6 separate regions of the Mus musculus genome follow, and regions 1, 2, 4, 5 and 6 are each linked to region 3. Evidence: chromatin contacts called from public ChIA-PET, Hi-C, Micro-C and promoter capture Hi-C data. All regions are on one chromosome and are shown on one strand. Each heading gives the region's core, a stretch centred on a gene start, on an enhancer-like site or on the middle of the called end of the contact. The rest is flanking DNA. Distances are from core to core; before and after follow the strand shown.

Region 1 (2,700 bases), core at 175-2,674, 480 kb before region 3:
CTCACCGGAATGCACGCTCCTCCCTGAGGGACCTTGATTTGTTTTAGGATGGGCCTCACGACCTACAGTGCTTGTCACATATCTACTGAAATTGCTCTATGCTCTGTCACAAAAAAAAAAAAAACAAGACAAAAACTGTTCTAAGGGGGACAAGTACCACACACAGAACATTACCCCCGTGTTCTGGAGCCCATCATTTGTCTAGTTTCTGCAATCCATCACTCCTAAATTAGTAATACACCACAGAGAAGAAAGCGCTCTGCACAGCATCTGGGGGTCGCTGCCTCTTGCACCTGCATGCCTCAAGAGTTGTTCCCTGTCAACCCTTCCAGACCCTGCCCCTCTGAGTCCTTCCCTCTCTGGGCCCCTCTCACCTTTGGGGGTGGGGTGGGAAATGATCATCTTGGATCATCCCCAGCCCTTTCTCTATGTTCTACCTCCACCGCAACCAGTTCCCCAACACACAACCTGGATCTAAGGGGCTGAGTATGGGTTTACTGATGCTCTTCTGAGCACCTTAATGAGGGTTAAAAAAAAAAAAAAAACTCACATCAAAAAAACAGGCAGTTCCAAGACGTATAACTAGTCTCTAAGTCTTCCCCCCGCCCCCAACAGGGTTGCTCCATGTAGACCAGGCTAGCCTCAAACTCACAGCCTCTGCCTCACATAAAGGCGTGCACCACCACCTCCTGGATAGTATCTGTTATTAAGAACTAAGAAAGAAAAGCCACTGGGGGTTCTCAATGTGGAAGTATGAAGCCCTCTTGCACTGATACCCTGCTAAGGGAGACAATGTAGCCTTATCTGCTCCACGCTGGAAGTACAGCCTGGAGGGCTGGACATTTTACTGCCTTAATGTCACCATATAATCTAGACCCATTTAACCAGCACCCCTTCGATCCATTCAGTAACTGTCTTCGCGCTCGGGCTTAATTCCTACACGTGTGCCCCGAAACTGAACACGGTAGTGGGGTAGCAAGAGGACACCTAACACATGCCGCCTGGATCTGTGCAGGCAACAACAGGCCACCTTCCTCCACGACCTGGGGCCGGGGGGTCGGGGCGGCGCGCGAGCCGCGGCGGGCAGCGCTCAGCAGTCCCCTCGCGCACCCCTCTCGGAGATCGGCCCGCCCCTGGCAACCCCTCGCCAGGCTCAAAGGCGCTGCCCGGCCCCGCCCGCCCGCCGCCCGCCGGCTCGCCCGTGGCCTTGACAGCCCAGAGGAAGGCGGTGGTGTGCCGCCCGACCAGGTCCGCGCCACCAGCCCACCCCCAGCACCTCGCAGCTCCGGTGCAGCCGAGCCGCGGTCTCCCTCACGGCTGCGGAAGGAGGATGGCGGGCAGGGCGGCCGCCAGAGCTCGGCTCCGGATCCGGGAAGCTGCACAGGCACTTCCGTTCCGTCCCGCGGCGCCTCCAGCCGCCAAGATGGCCGCGGGGCGGGGCCCAAGCTCCAACCATTTCCGCTTCCGGTATGGACGCAGAGGCCGTTGGCGGGAGCGCTTCCCGGCGGAAGGACGGGGTTGGCGGAAACGTGCCGTGGTGCACAGGCGCATTGACGTCCTCAGGCTCCGGATCCGGCGCCGCTGCTTCGGATGTTATGGTCTCCTGGCCACGCCCCATGGCAACCGGAGGCCAATGGAAGGCAGCTTTATGGTTGCTAGGGAAACTTTGGCGGCAAGATGGAGGCAGCTGGCGATCCCTACCAGGCTTCGCTCCAGCCGCGTCGGCACTCGCCGAGACTGCCGCCGCGAAACGGTACGGGCTGCGTCTCCCCGCTGGAGCTCCGTCGCGTTCGCGTGCTCCACAGGCGTGGTCCAGGCTGCAGGCTCACGGCCAGCCGACCCTGCGTCAGGGGGGGCAGGTAGAGCTGAGGTCAGGCTGGCTGGGTGAGCACACGAGGTTCGCCCAATGCAGTCTGATGAAAAGTTGTTCTAAAACCGGAGAAACAGGATCGATATGAGGTCAGAGTCCATGCTAGTGCCACTGTCTTCCCGTCCCAGGCTGCGACTTGCTGGCAAGAAAGCAGTGGGGTTGCTTATCCATCTCAGGAACTGAGAGATGGGTGTTGGGTGTGATGTCTCAGAGCTGGCTGCGTGATAAAAGATGAGGCAGCCAGGAGTAATTAGGAGTGAGTGTGGATTTTTGTCCCGTGGGGACAGGAGGATAGTGACGGTCCTGGCAGGGTGGGCTCTTTGCTGTATCCTCACGGAGCTTGTTGACTGCTTCCGTGCCCTCACCGCCTCCTCTTAAAGAGCCTACAATCAGCTTTTGTCTTAGCCCTCCTCTGGCCAGGCCTGCCTTTCCCTCAGTACTATCCATGTAACAAAACCCAAGCAAGGGAGAGGGAGCACCCATCTTGAGCAATTAACCATCCTGTCATGTTCAAGAGACTGATGAGAAATGACCTGCAGACTACTCCAGACCCTGAGCTGCCCCATCTCTGTGTCTGTTGATGGCAAACCATTGCTATGTTCATCTTCTTTTCCGAACACAGGCTATGGCGTATATGTATACCCAAATTCTTTCTTCCGCTATGAAGGAGAATGGAAGGGAGGCAAGAAACACGGTAAGAAGCCTGTGATCATTGCAGAGCTCATTCCAGAGCCAGATTCCTGAGAAAAGGTGTGGGAGGCAGTCAGTCTTGTACCAAGCATAGCCTGGTACTGCGCCTGCACACTGGGACTACCACTTGGACCCAGTCA
Region 2 (2,700 bases), core at 25-2,524, 380 kb after region 3:
CTGAACTCAGAAATCCGCCTGCCTCTGCCTTCCCAGTGCTGGGATCAAAGGCATGCGCCACCACCGCCCGGGTCTAAAAATGCCTGTTGTGTAACAATATATAGGCTTTGCAATGTGGATTCTGGATTCAGTCCTGCAAAGGCTGAGCCTCCTGCTGCTAAGAATCCTTAATTCATCCTGCAGTGTCTCTCTTCCAGTGTGTTGTAACCCGGAATACTGACACCTACCACATCTGACTTGGCTTTCTGGAACCTGTACACAGAGTTCACAGGCAAATGAAGGGAAGGTGCTGGGTCAAGGACGCAGGGTGTGTGTGTGTGTGTGTGTGTGTGTGTGTGTGTGTGTGTGTGTGTGTGATGTTATCTCACCAACATAAGAACAAACTTTAGCATTCGATTCTAGGAATGCAACAGTGAGGCAGCAGTGTGTGCAGGGAGAGCTGGAGAAGTCTGGATCTCTATCAGCCTCCTCAGCCCAGATTCTCCAGCTGTCAGGGCCCAAACTAGTATTTAGAACATCCCTACTGGCAGCCTCCTGTCTCAGCACCAGCCAGATAGTCTGGCCAAAAGACCAAGCTGTACCGCCTCCCCTCCCCAGGGCCAGGAAGGAGGCGGAGGGAGAGGGGAAACCCGTCTTAGAGCAATGTCCTCGAGCATAAAGATGGTATTCAAGAACTGATTGGGAAACTTGGTGCGGAAACACAGGGACTCTTTTTATGAGGACGGCTGTTCCCGGGGCTGGGGGTCTGCCGCGGGCTTGGAGTGCGGGATACGCCTATGCCCATCATTGGCTCCGTACACGGGGATCTTCGTGGCTATAGGGGCAGCGAGGGAGAACTGAGTGAACCTCCAGCTCGGAATTTAACTGTGTTTAGAGCAGACAAGAGTGCATCCTGGGCCAGAAGGTGGCCGGTGGCCCTAATTCGTTGTGAACTCATGGGTCATCTTTTCTCTGGGGCTGGCCTCCCTGACTGGCCCTGATTTGGGGTCGGGAGCACTGCGGGATTTCTGCAGCCACTTACTGGTTCCTGGAGTGCCGGCCAGACAGTACGAAGTCTTGGGAGTGTCTAGCCCAGTTTCCCGACACAGGAGCCACAACCCCCTCCCCCGAGCTATTCTCTAGTGCGCACGCGTCAGCAACCCTTTGCGCAGTAGCCGGACACAACCATTAGCCAAAAACCCGAGACTGACCTGAGCCAGCTAGGAACTGACAGTGGAGCCTCCACCAAGCTGCCTAGCGGAGCGCTTCCACCCGCGGACAGCGCACCGGAAGCGGAAGCGGAAGCGGGCCTAGGCCGTCCCCGGAGCGGCCATCTTGGAGGCTGAGCGGCGGTAGCGGCGGCGAGGCTGCTTGCGGCGGGTGCGGTGGGCCGAGTCCCAGCGCGGGTGCGGCTCACGGCGCGGGCCCCACTCTTCCGCACCCTGCTCTGGCCTCGACCACGGCGAACCTGAACGCGGCCGCGGCCTCAGGGAGAGGTGAGCGCTCGCGGGCTGCGCGGGGCCTCGGGCCGCTCGTTCGCCCCGCCGGAGCCGGCTGCAGCGGCGGGCGGGGACGCGGGGACGCCACACGTCGGGTCCCGTTGGTTACGTCGCCGGCTGTGCCCGGACCCGAGGTCGGTTACTGAGGGCGCTCGGGGTTCCTGTCGGGGGCGGGTTAGGGGTTTTGTTTGCCGCGCGGCGGATTCTCTCACGGACGCTCGGAAGACTCCGAGGAGGAGCCAGGTTTGATCTTTAAAAAAACGTATCCCGTGAGTTTGTTGTGGGGTGGTAGCCGTTGAGTGGCCCCCTTTCATCGCGATCAGTTAGAACCCCAGGCTGCTTAATAGACCCCAACAGGGGCGAGCGTGTCCGCGGTTACGCCCTTGAGGGTAATGCAACAAAACCTTGGGCAGTAAGAGTGGGGCTTGGGCCCGTTTCGGGGGTCGGGGTGAGGACGGCCGATGCTTATTCTCCACCTCTGCTAACTGCGGACTCTCAGCCAGTGACCTCACTTCCTTCTTAGTGGACATCATCACTTAGCTGTGTGTTTAACCTCAGTCAAGCTCTCAACGTCATCAGATCCAGATAGACCAGGAAGAGAAAAGAGCAGAGTTCACTGTAAGCTAACAAGTGCATAAGAATGTACCTTTCTGCAAGTAGTGATACAGGGCTTTATTCATGGCCAGGTGTGTGTAATGGGGGGGGAAAAAGGATTTTAGGATTGTATTTCATTATAAAGTCCCGCGTATGATCTTCAGCCGGAGATAGGTCTAGGTTCCTAGAACTTGGAGTCAGTCCTCTGCAACATCATTGTCTTCCTGTACTCGGCGTCAGTTCAGTTCTCGGTGTGTGTGAGAAAGTGGTGCTAAGGCTGTTTATTGTGAGCTTCTGGCTTCCTTCAGCCCGTGGAGTAATCCTGGAGAAGGTAAAACTCCCTGAAAATCCTGGCCTTGGGTGTGTCATGTGCCCTTCTGACCATCTGTCAGGCCAAGGTCTTAATTCCCCACCGTCACCTAACCTGTGTGGAGTGTTGTGGGAGAGAGATGTCCAAAAGGAAAAAGAACTACCACCTTGGCACGGTGATGAGGGACTGACAAGAGACTCTTCTGCTGCCAGTGAGTGGCTGCTTCTGTCACCTTCCATCCCCTAGGAGAGTCACGAAAGATACTGCTGTTCCGATTGAGGCAGACGAGGAGCAGATAGGGCAGCAGATAGTGAATCA
Region 3 (2,700 bases), core at 103-2,602:
GGGCTGTGGGGAAGCGTGGAGATTGGGCTATACAGGAAGGGCAATAGTGTGAACATCTTAAAACTACAGTGCTGGGAGTCGGGACTGCGAAAACACCTACTGGTGCACTGTGCACACTGGTGGATATCAATGCACGAGCATGTCCACCAGTTCAGCATATCCCTGGCTCAGCTACAAAGTCGGTGGCCTCCCTCTTTCCCTCCTTACAGCTGTGGGTGAGGCACGCTATTTACACAGTCGCTTCTCAACTATCAAGACTTTGTTTTTCTTTTTGAGATAGGGTCTCTAACTATGGTACCCCTGGCTGGCCTCGAATTCCTAGAAATCCGGAGCTCTCATCTCTGGGATTAAAGTAGTGAACCATTGTATCAACCAGCTGTCAGGTTTGTTACTTTCAGGCTCAAGTCCTTGCCAGTTGCCAAAGGGTGTCAGGTCACTGCTGGTGGGCCTGAGAGCCATATGAGCGCTGTCACCCGAGTTCTGCTTCTGAAAGATACCAGGTCCATGCGCTGGACATTAAGAACAACGTGGGAACAGGAGCCTGGCACGAAGCCCACCTTCCCACAAAGCTGGCCCGCGTTGTCCACATGGTCCTGGAGACCTCGCCAGCAAAAAGCAAACTGAGTGTGACGTAGGACAGGAATAAAGATCAGACCGCGAGGCAAGGAGGCAAAAGAAAGAAAGAAAGAAAGAAAGAAAGAAAGAAAGAAAGAAAGAAAGAAAGAAAGAAAGAAAGAAAGAAAGAAAGAAAGAAAAGGGAGAGAATCTGGTGGTTTTCTCTGTTGCTGCTGGGACTGAGCTTTTTGCCCCTCCTCGGTTACTCTTTTTTTTTTCTTTTTTTCTTTTTTTTCTCCCTCACCCTCTGCCCCGCCTCCCCTTCCGCCCCGACTCCTCCACCCTTTGGCCCCGCCCACTCTCCCGATCTTCCCCTTCCCTCCGGCTTAGTCTCCTTAGTTCCGTCCCTTTCCAGCTCTGCCCTCTTGCGACCTGTCCCTCCCACTCTGCCTGCCCCTTCTCCTACCCGTCTGCCCCTCCCCTTTCTCCAACCTTGGCCCCACCCCCCCGTGCTGTCTTCCGCTCCTTGTCCCCATCCCATTCCGCTATGCCCTGTTTCAGTTCCTTTGCCCCGCCTCCTACTCCTGTGTCCCGCCCACTTCCTCTCGGCCCCGCCTCCCCTTTGCCTCGCCCCTCCCTCTTCACGTCTCCCACCCCCCACCCCACCCCCCAGCCTCTGATCCTTGGCCTACAAAGGGTTTTGAAAAACCCGAAGTTTGCGTGCACGCCTGTGTAGGTGCGGCTGCGCCGCTCTCCCCACGTGCCCTGCAGCGCATGCGTGCGGGCTGCGCTTGCGCACTGACAGCCGCGGCGCAGCGGGGCTTGGTGGTGCCGGTCTCTGGACCGAGCGGCCATGGGGTGGCGGGCGGCTGGGTCGCTGAGAGCCAGGTAGCAGTAGGGCAGCAGGGACCGCCTGCTCGGCCCAGCATGTAGACGTCCACGCGGGCGCGCGGCAGCCGACGGTGAGTGCGGGGCCTGGGGTCGCCCTCTGCCCGGCGTCACTGGCCGGGACCCGTGAAGACAGGGTCACGGCGCCGGCCCTGCCCACCTGCCCGAGGCCGGGCGCTGGTGGCTCTGACGCGCCTCCCTGCGTCCGAACGTGGGTTGCAGCCAGGATGACGCGTGGTCTCGGGGAAGGAGCCTAAGGGACAGGTCTGAAGATCTGGTCCGGCCTTGGGTTTAGGGGGACGAGTCAGAGGTTCGGGTCCCGGGAGAAGCCATGTAGGCCGCCGTTCTGTTCTAAGCCAGTTCAGCGCGCAGCACCGCAGCCGAATCGGCTCCATTGGTCTTCCAGTGGGGCCTTAGCAAGCGCCAGAGACCTTGGCATGTGGGCAAAGTAGTCAGACGAGCGTTTTGTAAGCAATCGAGGTGTGAAACTCTCCAAAACCCCATCGTAAACTTGGTATCCAGTACTTGCCAGGAGCTTCCAAAGTCCTGAAGAGTCCATGGAGATGTTCCTAGAGGCTGCTGCCTCTCAGGATGTCACACTCACAGGCCGCTTGTCTTGGCCTCTGGCAGGTTTCTTCGTTATGGGAACAGGGCGTGCCCAGCGCAGTCCCAGGATCTGCCTTTGCTTGGCCAAGATCCGGCGTCTCTTTCCAGCTCTCCCAAGCAATGGGCTTTCTCCTGGCATTGATTCTGAATAGCGACTTGTTTTTCCTTTCTTGTTTGGGAAACTCTCTGTTTTGGTTCAAAACTTATTCGTTTGGCTTGCCTCTTGAGAAGAGTGTTATTCAAACTTATATTCATTGGTTTCATGTATCACTGTCAGTTTCCACGGGCCGGAAAGCTGGCATCCTCGCCTTGGTAATTAAAAGCACGGCACCTTCCCTCTGAACGTATTTGTCCTCAGCAGTGACTTCACTGTGACTTACACTGCCCATCTTGGGCTCTGGGACAGCCACGGGTGCCAATATACAGTATGACCAGGTAGCTTCTTCATTTGGAGGTGGCATCTCAGAATGCTTCTGCATTTTCTTCTTTGTAGATTTATTTATTAAAAACGATGCAGTTTTATTCATTTTTTTTCTTTTTCATCTTGTTTGAAGTGCTACAGGTCCAGCCCAGATCCTCACACAAGTGCTGTCCCACTGAGCCACAATCCATCCCCCACCCCTCCTTTTGGGTAGAAGTGGCTAACAGATA
Region 4 (2,700 bases), core at 27-2,526, 270 kb after region 3:
TAACAAGGTTGGCTTTACTCACCTCCTGGAAGACTAGAAACTTGCTAGTTCCCGGGATTGTGTAAGGAGGATGCTTTGCTTGGTCTCTTTCCAAAACTTGTTTCCACTTGCCCTTTCTCTTATTGTCCCTGACTCTACAAAGACCTGTCCCGATACGGGTTGTTGTGAACATGACCATTTCTCTGATGGATTTATTTACTTTTATTCATCTCCTTGAACCTTTAGTTATGCAATCCAAGGAGAAACACATCAAATAAAAGCTGGCCATGTTGAGGACTGGGAGCACCAAGGTGAGGGCTGGAATCTAGAGACTCCATTTGCCTTTTGTGGCTAAACCCAGGGTGAGAGTCTGAACTAAAGACAGACTAAAATGCATAAACCTTCCTGTTTGGGCTAGCGCAGTGGTTAAGTGCTTGCCACATAAACCCGACAACTTGAATGAGATCCCTGGAATTCACTTCCTTAAATGTGGAAGAAGAGAAATGACTCCATGTGTGCTGTGGCATATGCAGGTGCACATTGTGCCTCCCCTCTCGAAACATCATTAGAAAAGACAAATATCTCCAGCATCCCCTCTCGAAGGTAGGGTACACGCAACATCACTTTGTGACCTCAGTTACACAGCTGGGACGACAGCCTGCAATTTCTGCCCTCTTATTGGTTTATGTAACTTTAGCTAGGTTAATGCCTGAGAATGAGATATTTGGCCACTTTGTGTTAAGAATCCACAGAAATCCCTCATGCGAGGCATACGTAGTTTCTCAAATGAAGGAGAACCCTAGTCTTGCACCCCTGTCCATCGGAGCCAGCAGGACTTTCTGGTCCACACTGAGGTGCAGTGGATTGCTAGGCTCTTGCCAAGGAAAGCAGCAGCCGTATTCTGAAGAAGCTGCTTTTAAGTTTTGGGATAAAAATTAACGTGTGTGTGAGGATATTTAAATTTTTCCTCAGGGGGCTGGTGAGATGGCTCAGTGGGTAAGAGCACCCGACTGCTCTTCCGAAGGTCCGAAGTTCAAATCCCAGCAACCACATGGTGGCTCACAACCATCCGTAATGAGATCTGACTCCCTCTTCTGGAGTGTCTGAAGACAGCTACAGTGTACTTATATATAATAAAAAATAAATAAATCTTTAAAAAAAATTTTTTTTTCCTCAGGGCACACTAAAGAAATTAGGACTTTTTTCACTTGAGATTAGCGGCAGGGTAGGACCGCGGAGCAGGAACAGGGCGGAGTTTCTGAGGCCTCAAGAAGCAGAGCGCCCCATTCTGCAGCCAGCCTATCCCACAGGACTATTAAACGACCTGCCGCCCTAACAGGAGGAGCGCCACTTGTCACTTCCGCAGTCCTACGGTCCATGGCGGTACCCGGAGGCTAACCGGCTTGGGAGAGACGAAAGGAAAAAAATATATATATATATACTGTAAAGTCCGCGTGCACGCAGAGAGCACTCTCCGGGATTGTGGTGGGTGTCGGGTGTGGGCACTTTTTACCCGGAACGTTGTTGCTGCTGGACAACAGCGGCAGGGGAAGCGTCCCCTCCAACCGGAAGCGATCGCCTTCGGGCACGCAAGGATCGAGTTAGCGCAGAGCCGGGCACCAGAGGGCGCTGCGTAGGACCAGGGACCGGAAGTGGTCGAGGTCAGAGGCGACCTGATCGGTCCTAACTTCCGGGATTCGGTGGGCCTGTTGCGGGGCTCAGATGATGAGCGGCGGCGGAGCTCGCTTGGCCTGCGTCTGTTTGGTGCGTGCGAGCGTCGATATCGTCCTGCGCTGTGGGTTTCGCTGCCTGAGCGGGAACCGTGGGTGGGCGGCTTACAGCGACCACGCTGGTGGAGAGAAGTAGGGACAGGATTTGCGCTCAGAGCGACTTTTGAAGATGTCTCCTTATCGCGGGTCAGGGGGACCCAGGGTGATGGGATATGCGAGGCCTGCGGCCGAGAGCACTGCCCGTCGCCGCTGCGTGACCTCAGCTGGTTCCTGTGTTCTAGCTTTGAGCGCTGCCGCCGGACCAACTGCTCACCATGTTCCTGGCGCGCCTGACTTCACGGCTGGCCAGGACTGTTGTTCCCTGGGCAGGTAAGACGCCCCTGGACGCGGAATCCACACCTGACTTGGGGATGGGAATCATCGCGGCCCAGCTCGCCTTCAGTAGTCTCCTGTCGCTACTGGGAATAAGAGCCTGGGCACAAACCTTTTCCTGCGAGCTTGCATGTAGTATGTAGGAGCACATCACAACTCCAGACGGAAGGATAAGGGGCAGGCCTTACCATTTGGGTCTACATGTTGCCCTAGCCTGGGTAGTAGTGGTGTTCTGATCTGCTGTGATGGCACTAGTAGCAACTGTGTTGTTTCCCCAGGTTTCAGTCGTTCCTGCCCTGGCTCCGGGGTGATTGGCAGCTATGCTTTTCGACCCCTTTACAGTTTGCAGCCTGCAAGCCCAAGTCGGGCTGCCTCCCTCCCTGGTAAGAGGACCCAGTCAGAGCTTGAGGAGTTCCTGGTCCCCAGGAAGATGGCCATCAGTCCTCTAGAGAGCTGGCTGACTGCTCAATACTTATTGCCCAGACGGAATGTCGAGGTCCCAGTGACTCTGGCTCCCTCCCAGTTCTACGAATGTCCACCTAGGCAGGGGGAGGAGGAAGCCCAGCAGGGAGTCAGGGAAGCCTGGGATGCCACTCCAGTGCAGTGCAAAAACGTGCTG
Region 5 (2,700 bases), core at 14-2,513, 310 kb after region 3:
TGTTTTTTCAAGACAAGATTTCTCTGTGTAACCCTGGCTGTCCTGGAGCTTACTCTGTAAATCAGGCTGATCTTGAACTCAGATCTGCCTGTCTGGGATTAAAGTGCTGGGGTTAAAGGTGTGTGCCACCATGTCAAACTAGGCCTTTTACTTTCAATCTTTCTGCTTCCCGAGTAGCTAGAACTACAAGTTTGTGCCACTAGGCTCCTTTTGTGTTCACATGTTGGATGGGTCACTCTAAGCACCCAGTCCCTACCTTTCCTGCTATCTTAACAGCCTTGCCTTGATGTCCAGGACCAACTCTGTGGGATGTGGCTGCATTACACTTATGTCCAACACTTACCACCAGTCCTGGAGATTCTTGTGGATTCCTGCCTTAACCTCTGTACCATCAGGCCTTCAAAAACCCACCCCTATCCAGTGTGCAACGTATCTGTGTGCAAGTTTTTTCTTTCCTTCACACAGTCCTAGGTCTCAGTCCTTCAGCTCTGGGAGTGTGGTCTACATGTCTCCCCGGTCCATGTAAATGGTGACAGGGCCTCATGGGTTGGACTGGATGCCTGTCGCAAGTTCCAGACTTAGGAGATGGGCTCACCTTGTGTTTAGGTGTCAGGGACAGCCCCGCCTGGGCCTCAAAGTTGGCGACGCCCAGAATCTTGCGATACACCCTCGGCCTGTTTGCTGTCCCGTGGGTCAATAGTCTCTATGCCGCCCCCCTCACCCCAGTTCTTTTTTGGCCACCTAACAATCCTGCGGCCAGGCCTTCCTGCCCAGAGCCTGAGCCAAGTAGCCTCTTAGAACTGTCCGCGGTAAACCCGGAAAGAACAGGAAGGGAGAGCAGCTCGCCAGCTCCCGGAAGGTGATCCAGCTCCCTCTGATGATCAAGCTAAACAGGATGGACAGCCGGGCAAAGGCCCACAAGCTGGCACCCAGCATACACCTAGGCGTAGCAGCAAGCCAGGGTGGTGCAGAGAAGTCTACAAATCTCACCTGAGATGGGTTCCGATGGTGGGGGAGTGGTGGTCTCTACTCCCGCGGAGGGCAAAGGGTGCAGCAGAGGCCAGCGATGGGGAGGGTTGATCAAAGCTACAATTAGGCTGCTGTGGGAGACGATTCTTTGCCAGTCCGCCCCGGTGGTGTACAGAGACGTGGCTCTGCCGCCTGGTTCACGTCAGGTAAGGGTCCCCGTCCCCATGCTTTCCCCTCAAGCTCGGAGCCTGCGGTTGAGCAGAAACCTGGAGCTGCAACCCAAAGTCCAGCCTCTGCCCCGCCCTCCGCTGCCCCGCCAGCCATCCCAATTGGTTGCTGATCATCCAATTAGAACTCGACATATCCGCCTGCGTTTCCGGCGCGAGGGCAGGAAGGGGGCGGTCTCGGCGGTTGCGCCTGCGCGCAGTGCGGAGGGACTCGCCGCGGCCGGGCGTCTGATGTGAGCGCGCGCGGGGTCTGCCTGCGGCTCTCCTGCGGGCGGTGCACGCGAGCCGTGGAGCCGTGGTTCGAGGCGACCTCCCTGACCATGCCCGAGATTAGGGTCACTCCCTTGGGTGAGTCCGAGTCCTAAGCATCTTCCGCGGCGTCCGGAGAGTCGGATGGGTCCCTTCATCTCCGTAGCCGTTTGATCATCTGCTCGTCCCAGGGAGCGGAAGCCGGAGTAGACAGTTTCAGAGCCAGTGCCTCCCTTTTCTCTGTCTGGCACGGGGGGTCGACGAGATGTGGGTTTGATTCCTGGTCCTAGAGCTCGATATGAGTCACGGAGGGCCAGCTTCTGTACCTGGGCTGCTTACGATGGTCGTGAGGTGAAATGAGCCTCGCCTGTCGGTGGTGTTGAATCCAGCACAGAAATCGTCCTGGCGACTTTCCGCTCCTGCATTTGGACGGTTGTTTCAAAGCCCCTCTTACTTCTGCTCACCACCACTACCACCACCACCACCACCCCCAAGCGCTTCTTCATGTTCAGGTTGCTTGCTATCCTTCAGATCAGTAACCAGTCTTTGTGTCTGGTCTATCCCGAATTGTTAAAAGTATATTTGTTCATCGTAGAAAACATAGATCTAGACCTCTAAGATCACCAATAGCATAGGATGGCTGTGAAAGAGAAAACAACCGTTTGAAATCTGGGGTTTCGCTGGGCGGTGGTGGTGCACGCCTTTAATCCCAGCACTTGGGAGGCAGAGGCAGGCGGATTTCTGAGTTCGAGGCCAGCCTGGTCTACAGAGTGAGTTCCAGGACAGTCAGGGCTACACAGAGAAACCCTGTCTCGAAAAACCAAACAAACAAAGAAAAAAACCTGGGGTTTCAGAACCTCCCAAATGTCCCTGGGTTTTACTTCCTGCATGTGTGCAGGGTGTGGGGAGCACTTTCCTATTCATGGTCCCGGTCTCTAGGTCATCTTGGCTAAAACTTCGAGTCTTCTCAACTCACTGCATCACAGGGCCTTAGCAGACGCAACTTCTCATACTGTTTTTTTGTTTTTGTTTTTTTGTCTTGTTTGGTTGGTTGGTTTTTCGAGACAGGGTTTCTCTGTGTAGCCCTAGCTGTCCTGGAACTCACTCTGTAGATCTCATACTGACTAAATACTAATTAGCTTAAACGATGAAGCATATTCATTGACCTGGCTCCCCAATGCCCCCTACCACCACTGGGAAAGTTTTGTTCTCTGCCACAGTTCTGAAATTTTTGGAACAGCTATTAAATCCCCAT
Region 6 (2,700 bases), core at 3-2,502, 330 kb after region 3:
GGGGAGGACAAATGGGCTGGCTGGACCAGGTGACACTGAGACTCTTCGAAGTGTGCGTACAGTATTTGTGACTGGGCTGCCAGCAGACTGGAAGGCACTAAAATCATGTGTCCCGAGGAGGTGCTGGGCAGCCTCCTGCATGGCCGCCATATCCAGGTACCTGCAGAGCCAAATGAGCATTATTGAGGAGAGCCCAGGCAGATGGATGGTGAGCCATTTTCTTCCCATTCTTAGCTCACTCACTCTGTCTGCAGAGCCCAGCATACATTTTGTTCAAACACAGGCAGTTGATTAGGCCAGGAGCAGCCTGTGGCCAGACGATATTGGTAGGTCCTGGAGGTGGCTGCGTGTCGAGCGTGGAAGTCGTTGGGCACTCGGAAGGCCTTCAGTACACTGTGGCAAGCAGATCTGGCTCATCCCAGGAATGAGTATGCCCAACTGTCCACACAGCACTATGGAAATCTCTGCCTCCCACCACAGTGGGGTGCAATGGTAAAAGACAAAAAAAAAAGCCCAGAACCATACCAAAACCCCGGGCTCACCGAATGGCCGGGTGCTTCAGGTGGGTGTTGAGGGCCTTGGCCACGACCTCCGGGGAGAAAGGCGACTGCCCTGGGCGGCGCTGGATGTCCAGGTGCGCCGCGTTGCTCAGGGCATGCACCCCGGCATCGGTGCGGCTAGAGATGGTGAACCTGACCGGGTCGACAGAGTTCAGCCGCTTGGCAGCCTCCTGCGGGAACCGTACAGGCGGCTGCCACATCGATGGCCGGAGTCCGTGGAATAGGAGGAGGAGAGTGGGTAGGGGTTGGAGCTGCCGACTGCTTCTTCCTCCCCAAACCGGTCCTCACCTCCAGGAAGTTCAGCACCCCAACAGCGCGCGGATTGCCCCTCACGGCCGCAACCCCACTGCGGAGAGAAACAGGAAGGAATTATCTGCGGTGTCTGTGGACGCTGTCCCGCCAGGGGTCTCGGCGCCCAGGCGCGTGGGTTCGGTGCAGGCCACTGTGTTCCTCGGCTCCTAAAATCCCGCATCCCGAGACCGATCGCGCCCGTCCTGGTCACCTCGCGGACTTCCCGCGAGGCCGAGTGGAGAACGCGGGGGTAACAGCGGGAAAACGTACTTGAAGTCAGTGCCCAAGTACTGCAAGAACACAAGGTAGCGCGCACGCACCGAGCCCACCGCCCCGCAGGAGCCCATATTTGAGCGGGCGGGGCGCTTGCACGTGGCCCGCGGTCGACCCAGCCCAGCAGGGACGGCGCCTGCGCACTGACTCGGTCCGCCCCGCCTGAATGGAGAGGCGGGGGCGGAGCCAAGCTTAGGGATCGGGTGCAAAGTGCGGTCCTCTAGAGCCGGCTATGTTTCCTGTCCTCGGCCTCACAGGGGCGCGATGATGGGTCGCTTCCGCACAAGCGACCTTAATTCGTTCACTCCCGATCTCCCCGCCGCCGTCGCGGAGTGTGTCCGTCGGCAGCATTCCAGCCGAGTTCACCACCGCCGTGATGCCTGAAGTGGGCGAGCCGTGCCCTTCCCTGTCCCGCGACCGAGCCAAACCACTCCGAAGCCCAACCGCCGAGGCCGGCCCAGCTCCCAGACCGTGGTGACCGAGGACAGAGCGCAGCGACAGGCGAGGGGATGCAGCGGCGCTTTTAGCGACGCTCCCCGGAGGTGACAGCGGGTGGCGCAGGCAGAGGCTGACTTTGGCGACGCTCCCCAGCGGTGACAGGCGGGGCGGGGCCGCGGCGCGCCGGGCTCAGACCGAGGCGGGCAGGCGGGCGGGCGGGCGCGGAGCGCAGCTCGGCGCGGGCGCCACAGACGGTCCACGGGCCGGGGATGCCGCTCGACGCGCCTTGGTCCTCCGCACAGTGAGCACCGCTCGCCGCAGCCATGACGGTAGAGTTCGAGGAATGCATCAAGGACTCGCCGCGCTTCAGGTGTGCTGCGGGCCCGGGGTAGGGCGCGGGCGGGGATGGGGAGCCGCCTTTGTGCCGGAGGCGGGCAAGGGGTGTCCAGCGTGGTGACCGCTCCGAGTCCACCTGGACGGAGCAGAAGACCTGGCACGGACAAACCGGCGGGAGCCGGAGTCGCGGTCCCCTAGCTGCGCAGCTCCGCCTCCGGCCTCGGGGGACCGGAACAAAAGACGCCCCTGTGCTGATCACCTCGCGCGCGGGGGTGAGTGTGCAGACCGCCTTGGGCAGCTGTGTGTCACTGGGCATTTGCGTCCAGTGCCATCTCTAGAACTGTCCACCCTTCTTTGTGTGTATGCTCTGGTGTGCCACAAGTACTGGGCTCCTCCTTGGCCCTGTAGTCCAATTCTGGCTAGGATTGTCTGGCACCCTGCTTGGTCTCTATCTTGATCCGTATGTCCAGAGCAGTGTATGGGTGCAACCAGCCGGAGCCATCAGGGCCTGAGATAGACACCTTGGTGAGAGTTAACGGATGTATGAGTGACCCAGGAGCCTGAAGGGGTAGAGGCTGTAAGGATGAGGAAGTCGTGTTTAGGTGGAAGGGTATGGGCCTTATTCACCTATGGGTTTGTTTCTTTTATTGTTCCTGGAATACAGTCGTGCACATCTGTGTGAACCACATGGCCACACAGATATACATCTGTTTCATTGAGTGGCATTTGGCAGACAGTAATGGAGTACCTCCTGTGTGTCATTTGAAATTTCGGACCTTCGTGAGGTGTCCCACCTCTGTAT

Evidence for each region. A called contact is a pair of places that touch in the nucleus more often than the background predicts. ChIA-PET counts read pairs in DNA pulled down with a chosen protein or histone mark. Capture Hi-C pulls out chosen DNA fragments and counts their contacts.
Region 1: a Hi-C map of muscle stem cells shows a contact between it and region 3, with 4 times the contacts expected there. The contact joins the promoter of Rer1 here to the promoter of Nadk in region 3. A contact is called at or near these places in 2 of 39 promoter capture datasets (the C10 cell line and erythroid cells), 10 of 484 Hi-C or Micro-C datasets (B cells, centroblasts, cerebellum and 4 more), 4 of 115 datasets of contacts at active chromatin or transcription factors (bone marrow-derived macrophages, large pre-B cells, memory CD8 T cells and 1 more) and 2 of 9 other capture datasets (liver and pancreatic islet).
Region 2: a contact with region 3 is called in a promoter capture Hi-C map of adipose tissue. The contact joins the promoter of Ube2j2 here to the promoter of Nadk in region 3. A contact is called at or near these places in 1 of 115 datasets of contacts at active chromatin or transcription factors (memory CD8 T cells) and 1 of 9 other capture datasets (adipose tissue).
Region 4: an RNA polymerase II ChIA-PET map of memory CD8 T cells shows a contact between it and region 3, with 31 read pairs. The contact joins the promoter of Aurkaip1 here to the promoter of Nadk in region 3. A contact is called at or near these places in 3 of 115 datasets of contacts at active chromatin or transcription factors (memory CD8 T cells, microglia and pancreatic cancer cells) and 1 of 9 other capture datasets (adipose tissue).
Region 5: a contact with region 3 is called in a Micro-C map of embryonic stem cells, with 5 times the contacts expected there. The contact joins the promoter of Cptp here to the promoter of Nadk in region 3. A contact is called at or near these places in 1 of 484 Hi-C or Micro-C datasets (embryonic stem cells) and 3 of 9 other capture datasets (adipose tissue, liver and pancreatic islet).
Region 6: a promoter capture Hi-C map of liver shows a contact between it and region 3. The contact joins the promoter of Pusl1 here to the promoter of Nadk in region 3. A contact is called at or near these places in 2 of 484 Hi-C or Micro-C datasets (CD4 T cells and embryonic stem cells) and 1 of 9 other capture datasets (liver).

What each region holds. Positions count from the first base shown.
Region 1 is chr4:155,084,929-155,087,628 of GRCm38.p6, forward strand. Rer1 (retention in endoplasmic reticulum sorting receptor 1) reads right to left here and starts at 1,425. Exons shown (of 7, transcript NM_026395.2): 1 at 1,277-1,425. Morn1 (MORN repeat containing 1) reads left to right here and starts at 1,649. Exons shown (of 14, transcript NM_001081100.1): 1 at 1,649-1,753; 2 at 2,493-2,564. The coding sequence starts at 1,678.
Region 2 is chr4:155,942,539-155,945,238 of GRCm38.p6, forward strand. Ube2j2 (ubiquitin-conjugating enzyme E2J 2) reads left to right here and starts at 1,275. Exons shown (of 8, transcript NM_021402.6): 1 at 1,275-1,612.
Region 3 is chr4:155,562,463-155,565,162 of GRCm38.p6, forward strand. Nadk (NAD kinase) reads left to right here and starts at 1,353. Exons shown (of 12, transcript NM_001159637.1): 1 at 1,353-1,517.
Region 4 is chr4:155,829,993-155,832,692 of GRCm38.p6, forward strand. It overlaps Aurkaip1 (aurora kinase A interacting protein 1), which reads left to right and starts at 1,277. Exons shown (of 4, transcript NM_025338.4): 1 at 1,277-1,743; 2 at 1,991-2,078; 3 at 2,360-2,700. The coding sequence starts at 2,024.
Region 5 is chr4:155,868,177-155,870,876 of GRCm38.p6, forward strand. Cptp (ceramide-1-phosphate transfer protein) reads right to left here and starts at 1,264. Exons shown (of 3, transcript NM_024472.4): 1 at 991-1,264. It overlaps Ints11 (integrator complex subunit 11), which reads left to right and starts at 1,391. Exons shown (of 17, transcript NM_028020.3): 1 at 1,391-1,544. The coding sequence starts at 1,517.
Region 6 is chr4:155,890,510-155,893,209 of GRCm38.p6, forward strand. Pusl1 (pseudouridylate synthase-like 1) reads right to left here and starts at 1,253. Exons shown (of 8, transcript NM_001033490.1): 1 at 1,122-1,253; 2 at 849-906; 3 at 543-730; 4 at 244-393; 5 at 1-160. The coding sequence starts at 1,198. It overlaps Acap3 (ArfGAP with coiled-coil, ankyrin repeat and PH domains 3), which reads left to right and starts at 1,366. Exons shown (of 24, transcript NM_207223.1): 1 at 1,366-1,932. The coding sequence starts at 1,886.